5 separate regions of the Mus musculus genome follow, and regions 1, 3, 4 and 5 are each linked to region 2. A link is a contact called in public promoter capture Hi-C data. All regions are on one chromosome and are shown on one strand. Each heading gives the region's core, a stretch centred on a gene start, on an enhancer-like site or on the middle of the called end of the contact. The rest is flanking DNA. Distances are from core to core; before and after follow the strand shown.

Region 1 (2,700 bases), core at 176-2,675, 2.7 Mb before region 2:
CCTTCAAGAGCAGCTGAGGTGCCAATTATGAAGTTTGGGACCAGGGTTCTTTTAGATTGAAAACAGTCAAATGCTGCTCTGGACGAAGAGGGAAGCACTACAGTCCAGCCTGGGTTGTCTTGGGGTGAGCAGTAGAATGAGGGCAGCTTAGGCTAGAAGTGCCAACTTTCTCAAGGTCTTTCACTGTAGAAGTCAAGGAAAACTGAGCATCTCCTCAGGGTTTGCTGCTTGGTTTCTGATGCTATTAAAAGGAGGGGGTAAAAAAAATCAGTTTTTCTAAGGAAAAGACAGTTATGAAATGACCAGCTTCTCCAACCAGACTGTTTTAGTAAAAAAAGACTTGAATCCTCAACACTCCATGGCCTTCTCTCAGGAATGGAGAGTAGATTTAAAAGCTGGAGAGTGGGAAAAGGCAGATGGTGGAGCACGGAATTCATTAAAAAAGAAAAAAAAAAAAAAAGAGGGGGCTGAGAGATGACCTAGTTCAAAGTTTTCATGTTACATATTTAATACTCCAACCTAGGGAGGTCACAAAACTTGCATAAGTAACTTGAACGTTTGATAGGGCCAAATCTATCCATTTTTTCATGTAATAACTAGTTCGGGGTGGGGGTGGGGGGCAGATCTGGAACCTTTCAAGAGGAGCTAGATCAAATAGAGACTATTAAGAGTGCCCAGAGAAGTGTGCTGTTAGGCTCAGTGTTTATTCTGGGGGATGGCAGCTCGCATTAACACGCTTGGTCTATTTCTATGAGATCGTGCCAACGGTAAATAAGCCTTCGGACGACCCACAAAGGTCTTTTTCTCTACGTCCATTGGCACTTTTCAGAGTGACCATTTAACGTATACCTAGTCAAGAGACGCCTCTGATCTCAACGTCTACATTCTGGGCTTGACTTCCAGCTCAGTGTGCTAGGAGAAGAAAACTCCACTCCAACGGAAGTGTCAAAAGGACTAGGCTACTAAACAAAGGGCGAAGGAGGGTGCGGAGGGGCGAGACCCGCGGGCCAGCGCTAACCCTAGCCCGGGCGGAGGGAGAAGACCAAGACGCTCGCGAGGACACCTGCGCATGCAGGGCAGGGCCTGAGGCCTCTTCTCCAGGTGTCCCCCAAAGCCCTCAGCTCCGGCCTTCCCCGTTAAGGACCCGTCTGCGGCTCGCCGCCGCCAGCCGCCCAGCCGAGCGAAGCCTGTCAGCATCCCTTACTTGGTCCCTCAGGCAGGGCGGACCTTGCCAGCAGCCCGACCGCCCCGCCCCATCCCCACTCCAGCCTCCCCACACGCCAGCCTAGAGAGTACTCACGGCGACCCCGGGCCGCGCGCGGCCGCCGCGGAGGGGACGAGCGGCCCGGGACGCCCCGCGGGGGCGGAGCGGCAGGCCAAGGGGCGGGGACCGAGGCGGGCGGGTGAGGTCGCGCACCACACGCCTCAGCGTGCGGTCTCGGGCACGCCGGGGCGCTCTGCGCATGCTCAGGCGAAGACACCGCGATCAGGTGTCCTCTTCCGACCAACCGCGGTGCGTGCTGTACCTGGGCGTGTCCCCACCCCAGGGTGCTAGCCAGGGCGCGCGTGCGCAGTGATCCAGAGTTGAAGGCGTGAGGAAGCGAGAGAGTGGCGCTTGCGCTTTGGGGCCCGGAGGGAGCTTGAGAAAGAGGTTCTCCGGACATGCCGAAATATAATGTTTTTCTTTGTCGCCTCGTGTGGTTAGGAGGGTTGCAGAAGAAGGTAATCTAGATTGCCTATATAGAGATACTGAGGTGCCCCTTTGGTGCAGCTTGAAGCCAGACAAAAATAGGAATCAAAAGTTAAAATTCTGAAATCTGACTTGCTCCCATGTTCATTTGCTTCGGTGTACCGACCGCACCCAGGCTTTCTCATCACACAGGGGACTGGGGACATAGCTCACTTGGAAGAGTGTTTGCCTAGCAACCACAAACCCTTAGTTTATGCACAGGTGTGTAAATCCCGTGTCGTGCCTGTAGTCTGTATAATGTTATCTCAGCATTCAGAAAGTTGAAGCACAAAAATCAAGTTAGAAGTCTTTTTGTTTTTTGTGGTTTTTTTGTTTTTGTTTTTGTTTGTTTTGTTTTGTTTTTCGAGACAGGGTTTCTCTGTATAGCCCTGGCTGTCCTGGAATTCACTCTGTAGACCAGGATGGCCTCCAACTCAGAAATCCACCTGCCTATGCCTCCCAAGTGCTGGGATTAAAGGCGTGTGCCCCCATAGAAGTCTTAAGCTACATAGCCAATTCAAGGCCAGCCTGGGATATATGAAACCATCTCAGAAATTAACTAAATGAAACATTTTAGTTGGGATGGAAGAGAAAGCTCAGCAGCCAAGATCAGTGGCTGCACTTGTCAAAGGCCTGGGTTGGGTTCCCAGCACCTACGAGTCAGTTCACAATAATTTGAAACTCCAGTTTCAGGAGATCTACTACCCTCTCTGGCCATCACAGGCACTAGGAACCAATGCGTTGCACGCACATATATGCAGGAAAACACAAACATGCATATGTAAAATTAATCTTAAAAAAAAAAAGTGGGGCTGGAGAGATGACTCAGGGGTTAAGAGCACTGGCTGCTCTTCCAGAGGTTCTGAGTTCAATTCCCAGCAACCACATGGTTGCTCAGAACCATCTATAGTGAAATCTTGGGCCCTCTTCTGGCATGCAGGTGTACATGCAGATACTCATACATTAAAAAT
Region 2 (2,700 bases), core at 11-2,510:
ACTGCTCTGCCAGAGGTCCTGAGTTCAATTCCCAGCAACCACATGGTGGCTCACAACCATCTGTAATGAGATCTGATGCACTCTTCTAGTGTGTGTCTGAAGACAGTTGCAGTGTACTCATATAAATAAAAATAAATAAATCTTAAAAACACACACAGCACTAGTTAAAAAAAAAAAAAAAAAAGAGAGTACTGGTTGCTCTTCCAGAGGACCTGGGTTTCATGTGGTAATTCATGACCACCTGTAAACCAATTCCAGGGAACTAACTGGAACTCTCTTCTGACTTTCTTCCCAGCATGGCACCCATGTGGTGTGCAGACATGTAGGCAAAACACACATACACATATGCATATAGGAAAATAAACAAATAAAAGAACAAAGGATGGTGCCATACCTCCACTTGGTAAAGTACTTGCCAAAGTGCGCACCATATTTGCACCAAGCCTTGGGTCTGAAACCCAGGAGAAAAAGAAGAAAGCTGCATTCCTATATCCTAAGACATTAAAAATACTTTTTTTTTTTTCTGTTTTGTTTTGTTTTGGGGACAGGTTTTCTGTCCTGGAACTCTCCTTGTAGTCCAGGCTGGCCTCGAACTCATAGAGACCTGCCTGCCTTCTGAGTGCTGAGATTAAAGGTATGCAACCACCACACCCGGCTAAGAATACTTTCTAAGAAAATTTGTTAAAAGTGACTATTATCAGTGTGGATTTAAGGTGTGCATCAGAGTGTTTGTAAAATAACCGGGAGTATTCAGTAGATAATTACTGAGCTTCCCCGTCAAGGTATCCTGAAGTATGCCATAGAAATGATCCCTAACAGGACCTTACGTGTCATACACCTGCAATGGCAGCAAGGCAGGAGGCCGAGGAAAAGAAGCGAACTAATTCCTAAGTGTCAGGCTCACCCAAGCCTCTTCTCCAGCCCAATAGATGCTCCCACCACACGTCCGTGAACTCTGCCGCCCTCCCCGCTACTGTCTCTCTAGCAATGGAGTCGTTTGTCTTTCGGTTACAGAATTCTCCCTGCCACACATAAATGTTCCTCATGAGTTTGAGCCAGACTGCCTGGAATACAACGACAAAAATATGGCCAAGTCCAAGTCCCCAAGACTGGCCAGCCTCCCCAGGTAACGGCTGCGAAGCCAGCCCTGGGTCATCAGAAGAAGTTTGAGCTTGCGGCTGAGAGAACGCCAAACTAGACAGGGCCAGACTTACCGCACGTCCGTACCACTCGCGCACGCCGCCAGTGCCTGTGCCGACTGACCAATTAGGTGCCTTAGCGGAGCTAGACACGCCCCGCTCAAGCTTGCACTCGAACTTCCGGCTCCGCCTACCGTGGTGCATCGCGGGAGTTGAGTCGGGCAGGACATTACTTCCGCCCTGAACTGAGCGACTCTTCTCCCTAGGGAGGGGCTTCCAGATTTGGTTTAGGCTTTTTCGGGATTCTAGCGAGATTGTCCGCGATACGGAGCCTTCAGTACTGATCGCAAACTTGCCCCGGATCCTTTCACTGACAAAACCGTGACTTCGTGGCCGCCACCTCTCCGGGTGTGCCCAAACTCGAGAGTTGCACTGACAGCCCTTTTGTCTTGCTTGTGCGATTTTCTGAATGGCTTTCAGGTTTCGAACTAATAAACGTTTCTTCCCTTCCTTTTTCCTTTCCCTTTCTTTCTTTCTTTCTTTCTTTCTTTCTTTCTTTCTTTCTTTCTTTCTTTCTCTTTCTTTCTTTCTTTCTCTCTCTCTTTCTCTCTCTCCTTTCTCTCTCTTCTCTCTTTCTTTCTTTTTCTTTCTTTCTTTCTTTCTTTCTTTCTCTCTCTTTCTCTTTCTCTCTCTCTTTCTCTCTCTTTCTCTCTCTCTTCCTCTCTCTCTCTCTCTCTCTCTCTCTCTCTCTCTCTCTCTCTCTTTCTTTGTATAGCCCTGGCTGTCCTGGAACTCACTTTGTAGACCAGGCTGGCCTCGAACTCTGAAATCCGCCTGCTTCTGCCTCCCGAGTGCTGGGATTAAAGGCGTGCAGGCGTGCGCCACCACTGCTATCCCTATTCTCCTTTCTAACATGACGCGGAAAGGGACCTGGCTCGATTCCTGATAGGTAACGTTCAGCATTTGAGTGCAGCACTTAGTCCGGTTTGAAAGTAGTTACATGAGTGACCGAGATTTAGGAGACCCTAAGCAAACCCATACATCGTGTCTGCAGGGTAAGACTTCTAGCATGTAAAATGAAAACAGGACTTGCTACTTAATGCTTATAATGTGAGCCAGATGCGTTGCTTCTAACACCTCAATGAACTGGGGTGTGGCTAGGGATGTTGCTCAGCAATCAATGTGTTTGTATAGCCTGCGCTAAACTTGCAGTGGCACCACCCTGTAATCGAACAACAGGGGGTGAAAGCAGGACTGGCTGGTAGTGCTAGCACATGCCTTTAATGCCAGCTTTCAAGAGGCAGAGAAAGGCAGATCTCTAAGTTAAAGGACAGCCTGGTCTGCAGAGTTCCTGGAAAGTCAGGAGCCCTGTGGGTGGTGGTGGGGGAGTAATTTGGCCAGGGTTGTCAGGAACCATAATGGGACAAGCTAATAACTAGCAGTTGATCATCCTGAAGTGGCCTGCTTCGGATTATTATTATTTTTTCTTTTCTTTTTTTTTTTTTTTTTTTTTGGTTTTTCGAGACAGGGTTTCTCTGTATAGCCCTGGCTGTCCTGGAAC
Region 3 (2,700 bases), core at 169-2,668, 2.4 Mb after region 2:
CATAAAATAAATTAATAAATAAATCTTAAAAAAAAAAGAGGGCTGGAGTGATGGCTCAGCAGTTAAGAGCACTGACTACTCTTCCAGAGGTTCTGAGTTCAATTCCTAGAAACCACATGGTGTCTCACAACCATCTGTAATGGGATCTGATGCCCTCTTCTGGTGTGTCTGAAGAGAGCAATGGTGTACTCATTAAAAAAAAAAAAAAAAAAAAAAGAGTAGAACAACACGGCCCCAAAGTGATGTAAGCCAGGCAAAACTGGACAATACTGGTATGTCGCTTTTGTTTGTTTTTTTTTTTGGTGGTGCTAGGGACTGAACCCAGGGCCTCATGAATGTTAGGCTAGCTCTCTGCCACTACACTATTTCTCAGCTAAATTGCTTTTAGTTACTATATTCTGTTTTCTGAGATATAGTCTCATGTACTACAAGTTGGCCTGAATCAGCTAAGGATAACCCTGAACTTCTGATCTTCCTGCCTCTGTCTCGAGGGCTGGGATTACAGGAGACCATACTCATGTAGCTAATCTCAGTTTTGGCAGCCCATGATGGACTTGCCTCCCAGCGGAGCCACCAGGAGCCTTTGACTCAGGTTTCATGCAGCCCAGCTGTCCCAAGAATAGACAGTAAGGACAACTCCATTGCTAGTAGCCTTCCTTGTGGGCCACTGATAGGTCCCAGAGTTGCCAGGACTCCTGAACTTCCGTGTGTCTGGAGGGCTTTTCCTAGCGGTCACCTTGATGGGGCGGCTGAAGATAGCCAATCGTTTAGGAGGGTATTGGTTAACCTCCTCTACCCTGCCTGCATTATTAAATTTCGTGAAGGCCTCACTTAGCAGAGTGGATGTAGGGAGTGATCTAGTTACTTTCCTTAAGGTCTTGAACCAACTGAGTAGTGTAACCTATTGTTACCAGAGCCCATTCCTCTGCTGAGGTAGAGTTTGCTTCGTCTGTTTCCTTTTTTAAAAAGTTATTTTATGATTTGAGTGTTTGACTGCGTGTATGTCGGCTTTTTGAGGATGGACCTGACTTGGGTAATCCCGCAAGCTCAACAACACACCTATTCTCAGTCTAGGATCAGAGGCCGGAGGATTGTGCCTGTTCTACCACACTAATCCATGGGATTTTCAGGCTCACAATCGCCAGGACCGACCCGGGGTGCCAGTCAGTGTGCTGGTTGGAACGGGAGGCGCACTCAGTGTCCAGTAGTCAGGCGGCCCTATGAGGCCACCGCTTGGCCACCTCAGTGTGCTGCAGCAGCATAGACTGAGCAGGCCTCTGTCTCCAGGGAGAAGTCACCTCTCGGGCCCCGCCTCCTTCCACCAGGCTGCGCCTCCGCCCCAATCCGGCCCCCGCCCCCGCCTAGGCCCGCCCCGCCCCCGGCCCCGCCTTTGCCTCCCAGCCCCTGCACCCCTCCCACTGAACTGCGGGACCCAGCGGAGCGGGCCAGGCTAGGCTGGCGACGCTGCCCGCTCCCGGGCTGGCAAGGGCCGCGGGCACCGGGCTCGGGGCTCCAGACGCCGCCGATGGGAAGCAGCACTCGAAAGGGCGAGAGACGACGCCGCGGCCACCCATACCATCGCGGTCACCATGGGGAACAAGCAGACCATCTTCACTGAAGAGCAGCTGGACAACTACCAGGTGAAGCCGGCGCGCCGCGGCCCCTGTAGTCCTCCTTTTTGTCCTTTTCCCAGGCCTCGCAAAAGCGGACTCACAGAGGTTCAAACCCTGCCGCTACCTTCAGCGCGCAGCGTCGCCTTAGGTGGATGACTTCCCCTTGACGAGCCTCAGTTTCCCAGGCCCGGGAATGTTAGAACATTCCAGTTAGAGTATTCTGTCAGATGCGCCTCACCCACCCCGTCTTCTCTTCCTTATTGACCTTCTTTCTGCCCTCCCAAGCTAGACCCCAGTCATTTCTTCCAGCCCACTGGGCATGACCCTCATCCCAGAAAGGGCTTGGTGTAGGGGGAGGACAAGAGGCCCCAAATGCAGGTTACAGGTTGGGGTGTGTTGTTTATATAACTACGTACCCACATCTCTTAACCTATTTTGTGATCCTAGTAGCCCTTTCACCCCGGATTCTTCCAAGTTCAGAGCTAGCTGTCCATATCAATGATCTCACAGCCCCCAGCCATGTGAAAACTTTTCTGTAGGTATGCGAGGGAACCTTATCTCCGGGCTGGCCCAGAGTCTTGCTCAGTTGCTTTAGCTCACCATGTAATGTCTCCGGACTTTCAGGGAACAACAGCTGTGGAGTCTTCTTTTTATCGCCTAATAGGTTAGGAGTGTTATGTCATATGTATTCCTATCTTAGATGTGTGCAACTTTTGTGAATATTCAGTTAGCGTGGAGCGGTTACCTCCAGTGTGACCCAAGTGATAGGATATGTATTGAGAAGAGCTCTAGTGGACAGGGGAGGTCAATAGCTCTTGGTTTGACTAGAAGGTTCAGAAAGAGTGCAGAGCTTGCATGAGGACTTGGGAAGTCAGGATTTTTTTTTCTGCCAGAAAGTTCTGGAAGGAGGCGTTTTAAGTGGAGGTAGATGCAGGCAAAATAGCCCAAACCCAGGAGAGAAGAGTGGTCTGGGGAGAGTGGGGAGCCTGCATCCCCATTAGGACCAGCCCGGCATTGGGTCAGACCCAGTCCAGTGTTGAGTTCTGATCCTTTGCCAGGGCCCAGCTAGACCCTGCCAGGGGAAGGA
Region 4 (2,700 bases), core at 139-2,638, 2.3 Mb before region 2:
CTTCTTCCATACATATGCCCTCAGAGCCCAGCACACACCTGACATAGCTCCAAGAAAGATGATCAAGAACCTGATAAAGCCAGGTCTTTAAGCCCAGCACCAGGGAGGCAGAAGCAGCTGGTCCTTAGAGTTCGAGGTCAGCCTGGTCTACAGAGTGAGTTCCAGGAGAGCCTGGACTACACAGAGAAGCCCTGTCTTAAAGAAGAATAATTTAAAAATAAAACTAAACTAAAAAGACAAGAGAAAGAAAGAAAAAGGAAGCAAACAGATCAGATAATGATCTATGTTCTAATGATCTACTTACGTTCCAGACCAGCCAAGGAGGCTGTAGTTCAAAAAGGAACAACAGAAGCAACATTTAAAAAAAAAAAAAAAAAACCAACTCTAACCTAAAGAAAAACATACTAAAAAACTCGCTGATGCATAGTGCCCTTGACAAGACAAGAAAGCCAAGCCTAACTGGAAGAGGGACTAAGGTTAGTGTAAAAAAAATTGGATACATTTCTGTGAGTTTCACAAAGAAAGGAGATACTGTGATTTGAGAGAACCTTAAAAATATGAACTATCACTTAGTATGGGGAAGAAGGTAGTTTCGAGAAGGGCGTGCTAAACGCGAAAGGCGCAGAGTTCTGGTAAGGAATCCTTAACAAAAAATGTTGAATATGAAAATGAGCAGTCTTAGTAGAGTGGTCTTCAGACCGGATGACGTAAAGTCAACAGCTAGAGACAGAAGCATTTAGCTTTAAGTACGTTAGGAAGAGTGCTAAAAAAATAGGAAAACCATCGTGGCCACCTGAGAACAGTCGGCAAAAAAGGGCTGGAAGACAGACAACAGAGTAACCTCAAAAATTACAAGTGACAGGCTGAGTTGAATTTCTAAGAAGCTATGAGAGCTGCTTTTACAGGGAGCAGGGCCAACCGGGTGGAAATATGCTGACTATCCCTGCAGCGATGACGGAAAAAGGCTCGTCTCACGCGTCCGACACTTTCGCCCAGAGGGCAACCCAGACACCACCGAGTCCCGGGCGGACCCCGGAGCGCGCGCACTTCCCGGGGAGGCCCAGAGCCGCAGGCAGGCCCCGCAGGCACTCACCCCACAGCCACGCGGCGCCAGCGCCGGGCGGGCTGCGCGATGAGGGCGTCCCAAGCGGCTGCCAGCCGGCTCTCCGGGGACAGAGGTCCCACGGGCACTGGCGCGGGTCCCAGCCTCAGGGAGCTCCAGAGCGAGCGCAGCGCCGTGCCCGGCAGCTCCGGCTCCAGCAGGAACACGCAGCCCACGGCCAGCGCCAGGAAGCCGGCGCACGCAGAGCCGCGCCACAGCGCCATGTGCACACACCGCCGCACCGGTGGCTACAGGATCCTTTCTCGGCTCGCGCCTCCTCCCAGCTGGGCGCGTGCTGACGTAGACGTGCGTAACGTCACACCCGCGCGCCACAGGCTCTTCCTCCCGATGGGCGGAGCTACGACGGAACTGCAGCCCCAGTTATGGGTGGAGCTATGGGTGGGCTGGAGGCGGGACGACGACAGGGCTGGCGTTGGGGGTTCGCTCTGTTTAAGTCTTGGCGCTGGCGCTGGGCGACGCTGTTGTGCGATTCTGTCCTTGGATGAACAAAGGCAGTAGTGTGGTTCCCAATCCGTACACGTCTTCCCGATATTCACTGATAGCCTGAGATAGAGTGTGTGTGTGTCCGGGGTGGGGGCGAGAGAATACTTTTACTTCCCTAGTAAGATAAGACATGCAGATAACGAAGAAGCAGCAAACCTCGCGATTAGAGTAGTCGGTCTCCCATTGACAACGAGCCACGCTGTTGTCTCTTAATCCGTCCCTCCGCCAGTGTTTGACCTCCATGGTTTTACTAGGCCGGTTCCTTTCTAAGTCTGGTGCAGTGGCGAGGCGGAGGGTGCACGACGATGGGAAGGGCTTCCCGCGAGAGGAATCTGCTCAGACCCTAGTGGTGCTGGGCACGGGGAGTCCACCTCTTGAGATTTTCAGCTAGTCAAAGGCTTCCGCTAAGACTGAAGCGATCTTGTTCAATCTAGAGATCAGATTTAACACTCAGACCCCTTAGATAACCCTTTCGGAGGTGGTGTTCCTTTGAACAACCCCAGAGTAAGCCGCAAAGGGATACAATCATGTGTACAGTATGGAAGGACTATAGACTCGAGTTTTTAAATCCTGGTTTAGTTGTTCCGGGTGATACTACAGAAATCCAGCCCTTCCTCCTTTGATGTGACGGTTCTATGTGAGAGGGTAGGTTAAGAGGCAGGAAAGCTAGGCTTGATGTCCAGTTCATTCTCAGCCTCATCTAGCCTGGCCTATTTCTATTTTGCTAGTTCTGCTAGCTCCTGACCAATTTTCTACTCTGTCTATAATTTTTGAACTTGTTAATAGAAATGTGTTTCCCTGGCTTTGATCTTGGACGTTATCTCCCACCCCCACCCCCAGTATCCAAAGTGTTTCTGTTATGGCTCTCAGCTGTTAACTGGCCAGAGACTGGTTACTAGCCCAGACTAGCCTCAAGTTCACTGCGTTGTCAAGGGTGACTTTGAACTTTTTTTAAAAAGATTTATTAATTTATTATATGTAAGTACACTGTAGCTGTCCCCAGACACTTTTTTCTTCTCGCTCAGACCCCCGGAGCAGTCAGCGTTCTTAACCGCTGAGCTATCTCTCCAGCCCCAACTTTGAACTTCTGATCC
Region 5 (2,700 bases), core at 86-2,585, 2.8 Mb before region 2:
CTTAAGAGGTCTTCTAGAGAAACTACACCAGGGCGGGGGGGGGGGGGGTGTGAGGGGGCGATCCAGCACTCTGATGGTGATTTGAAGGGCTAACCGGAGACCTACTAGGTAAGAGCATCATGACATTGGGCTATCTGAAAGCTCGTATGGGTAGGGGGAAAACCTAGCAAACCTGACTGGAAGTAAGCTGCGTGAGGGTCCCTATGAAAGCTCGGGTAGCGATGACTCGTAGGATACCCAAAGATCTGGGACGTAGCAATGCATTAGGAAGCAGTAGTGGCCTTGGTTCCCAGACAAGGATCCGCTCCGACATAACGGTGTCTAGAGGTTCCAGTCAGAGTCCTAAAGAGGGTCTAAAGAGGTTCTAGCAGGAGGTGGAAGGGGGCCAGTGACAGAAGCGCCGCGGCTACTGGTGGACAGAATGGTGTCTGGTCAATGAAAGGTACGGGAGAGTCGAGTCTGGGGGTGGAATCCCGGCGGTACTCCGGCGATTGCTAGGCTTTAGGGGCAGAGCTGCTGGCGGGGCGTCTCCGCCGGGGCGGGGCGGGGCAGCCCTCCGGGAGCCAAAGAGCCGAGCGGGAGACGTGGGCCGGGCCAGGCCAGGCGGCAGGGCCGCTGGGTGCTGGGGCGGGTCTTACCTCTGGCTGCGCCGCGGTGGCCACCACAGCCCCTTCCTCTTCGGCGGTAGCCGCTTCCCCAGCTCGGTTTCCAGGGTCAGAAGGAGAAAGCAGAGGCCGAGGCCGCCGGGGGGTAGGAGGGTTCCGCGAGGGTGGGCCCAGTCGCCTCAGGGTCCGAGAGAGCGGCGGCCGCGCATCCCCCGCCCTGTCAGAGAGACTCCGCCCGGACTGGGCAGGCACATCCCCCGCCGCACCCCGCCCAGAGAGCACGCGTTGGAAGCTAAACCGCGGTCCCTGCTTTTGCCCGGGGACCGGTATCTCCGCCGCAGTCCCTCCCCGTCCTGCCAGGACTTTCCGACGGCCACCGCCAACTGCCTCTGCGTCCCCAGTCCTCTCAGGCCTGCGCGCCCCCGACCCCGCTCACGCGGCCCCGCCCCGCGCGGCTCTCCAGCAGCAGCCGAGCAGGCGCGCGCGCACTTACCTCCCACGCCCCCTGCTGCCAAGCCCCGGACAGCCCCGCCCGGCCCCGCCTCCGCACGTGACGCTGCTGGAGCGGGCTGCCTGCGCTTGCGCGGACACGCCTATTTTCCACCCTCCGAATGGCCCCGCCTCCCCATTCCTTCTTCACTTTACGGCAGGGCTGAGACCTCCGTGTTAGATTCTCGATTACTACATAAAAACGTCGTAAGGTTGGAAAGGCAAACTCTGGGATTACGACCTTAAGTCTCACTTTCCGGCCAGTACAGAGCTCCCTGAAGGCTGGTTGGGTTGGTGAGGCCTGAGGAATAGGTAAGACGCCTCCTCCCTACTTAGGTTTGTCTCAGTTTTTGGAAGCAGTGGATCGCTTTGCGCTCCACGCAGACTCTAGTGTGTCCGAGCCCCTTCCTCATTCTGCAGCTGGATTCTCAGCGCCGCCCCTTTTCCACACACGCACGCCCCTCCCCCCACTTGTTCCCGCCCCCGTGGCCAAGTATTTCTTTCCATTCATTCCACAGACTTTTCACTGAGTTGTTTCTATGCTGTAAAATCCAGAATATTAGAAGAAAATGAAAAAATATCCGCTCTTTTGAAGTGCTGTGATGTAGGAAACAAAGAATCCGCAATGGTAACACAGTAAAATAACACGGGATGAGCTGAACACAAACGGGGGAGTGGGGGGGGGGGGGTCCTTGATTGCAGAAGAGGACTTTTCCCAAATGACTTTCAGGCCTGTGGAGAACTCGTGTTAAAACCTTGGTGGACCGAAACTGGCCAGAAAGAAAATGGGAGTAGAGAAAGGCTAGTACAAAGGCATGTGACAAACAACCTAAGAGTAAAAAGCAAGAGGATTGGCATATACCTAGTAAAAACCGCGCAGGTAGACTTCCATTTGAAACAACTAGACTATGTGGCGAGTGAATTTAAGGCCAATCTTGATCACAAGGCGGGGGAAACTTAACTATAACAAGTGCAAGAAATAATCAGATGCAGGTGCAAAGGCTGTTTTTGAAGATGGCTGATTGCCTGGGATGGCTGGCCTGTTAGCTCCTGAAAGAATAAGGCAGCTAGATCTCCAAGTGGGAAGCCAGTCTGAGCCAATTTTAAAAAAAAAAAAAAAAAAAAAAAAAAAAGCAGATATGGTAGTACACGCCGAGTTTCAGGCTAGCAGGGGATACATAGTGAAACCTTGCCTCAAAGAATAAAGTGAAGTTTAGCTCAGTGAGTAGAACAAGCACTAGATTCTGGGCTCTGGGTCAGTCCTGACTTGGGGAGGTCGGGGCGTGATGGGTGAGTGAAGGGTGAGCCATGGAACCTGAAAGTGAATGACTAAGGGTGAGGAGGGGTAGAGAAGAGAAAAACAGCAGGAGAACACGAGCTTGTCCGTCCATTAGAATCACCTAGGATGCTTTTTTTTTTTTCTTTTTTTAAGTAAAACTAATACCCCTCCAACAAACTATAGCTCACTAGATGACTAATGTTAAGGGTAGAGTCCAGCAAGCTACACAGGAGCGATGAGTGGTGTGAATAGACAAGAAGCTGAGGGAGTTGATTTCCAAACCTTAAAAGCAGGAATCCTTTGACGAGAAAGAATTGAAGATAAGAT

Evidence for each region. Promoter capture Hi-C pulls out the DNA fragments that hold promoters and counts their contacts.
Region 1: a promoter capture Hi-C map of erythroid cells shows a contact between it and region 2, with 13 times the contacts expected there. The contact joins the promoter of Parp6 here to the promoter of Snupn in region 2. A contact is called at or near these places in 3 of 39 promoter capture datasets (embryonic stem cells, erythroid cells and pre-B cells).
Region 3: a promoter capture Hi-C map of liver shows a contact between it and region 2, with 5 times the contacts expected there. The contact joins the promoter of Cib2 here to the promoter of Snupn in region 2. A contact is called at or near these places in 2 of 39 promoter capture datasets (hippocampal neurons and liver).
Region 4: a contact with region 2 is called in a promoter capture Hi-C map of erythroid cells, with 32 times the contacts expected there. The contact joins the promoter of Adpgk here to the promoter of Snupn in region 2. A contact is called at or near these places in 2 of 39 promoter capture datasets (erythroid cells and pre-B cells), 1 of 484 Hi-C or Micro-C datasets (B cells) and 1 of 9 other capture datasets (liver).
Region 5: a contact with region 2 is called in a promoter capture Hi-C map of erythroid cells, with 22 times the contacts expected there. The contact joins the promoter of Senp8 here to the promoter of Snupn in region 2. A contact is called at or near these places in 2 of 39 promoter capture datasets (erythroid cells and pre-B cells).

The regions. Positions count from the first base shown.
Region 1 is chr9:59,616,009-59,618,708 of GRCm38.p6, reverse strand. It overlaps Parp6 (poly (ADP-ribose) polymerase family, member 6), which reads right to left and starts at 1,425. Exons shown (of 24, transcript NM_001205239.1): 1 at 1,301-1,425; 2 at 2-241. Gm51709 (a long non-coding RNA gene) reads left to right here and starts at 1,585. Exons shown (of 3, transcript XR_003948337.1): 1 at 1,585-1,722.
Region 2 is chr9:56,949,468-56,952,167 of GRCm38.p6, reverse strand. Snupn (snurportin 1) reads right to left here and starts at 1,260. Exons shown (of 9, transcript NM_178374.4): 1 at 1,215-1,260.
Region 3 is chr9:54,558,908-54,561,607 of GRCm38.p6, reverse strand. Cib2 (calcium and integrin binding family member 2) reads left to right here and starts at 1,418. Exons shown (of 6, transcript NM_019686.6): 1 at 1,418-1,640. The coding sequence starts at 1,590.
Region 4 is chr9:59,290,260-59,292,959 of GRCm38.p6, reverse strand. Adpgk (ADP-dependent glucokinase) reads right to left here and starts at 1,388. Exons shown (of 7, transcript NM_028121.2): 1 at 1,094-1,388. The coding sequence starts at 1,326.
Region 5 is chr9:59,749,284-59,751,983 of GRCm38.p6, reverse strand. It overlaps Senp8 (SUMO/sentrin specific peptidase 8), which reads left to right and starts at 1,335. Exons shown (of 2, transcript NM_027838.3): 1 at 1,335-1,406. It overlaps Myo9a (myosin IXa), which reads right to left and starts at 810. Exons shown (of 44, transcript NM_173018.2): 1 at 639-810.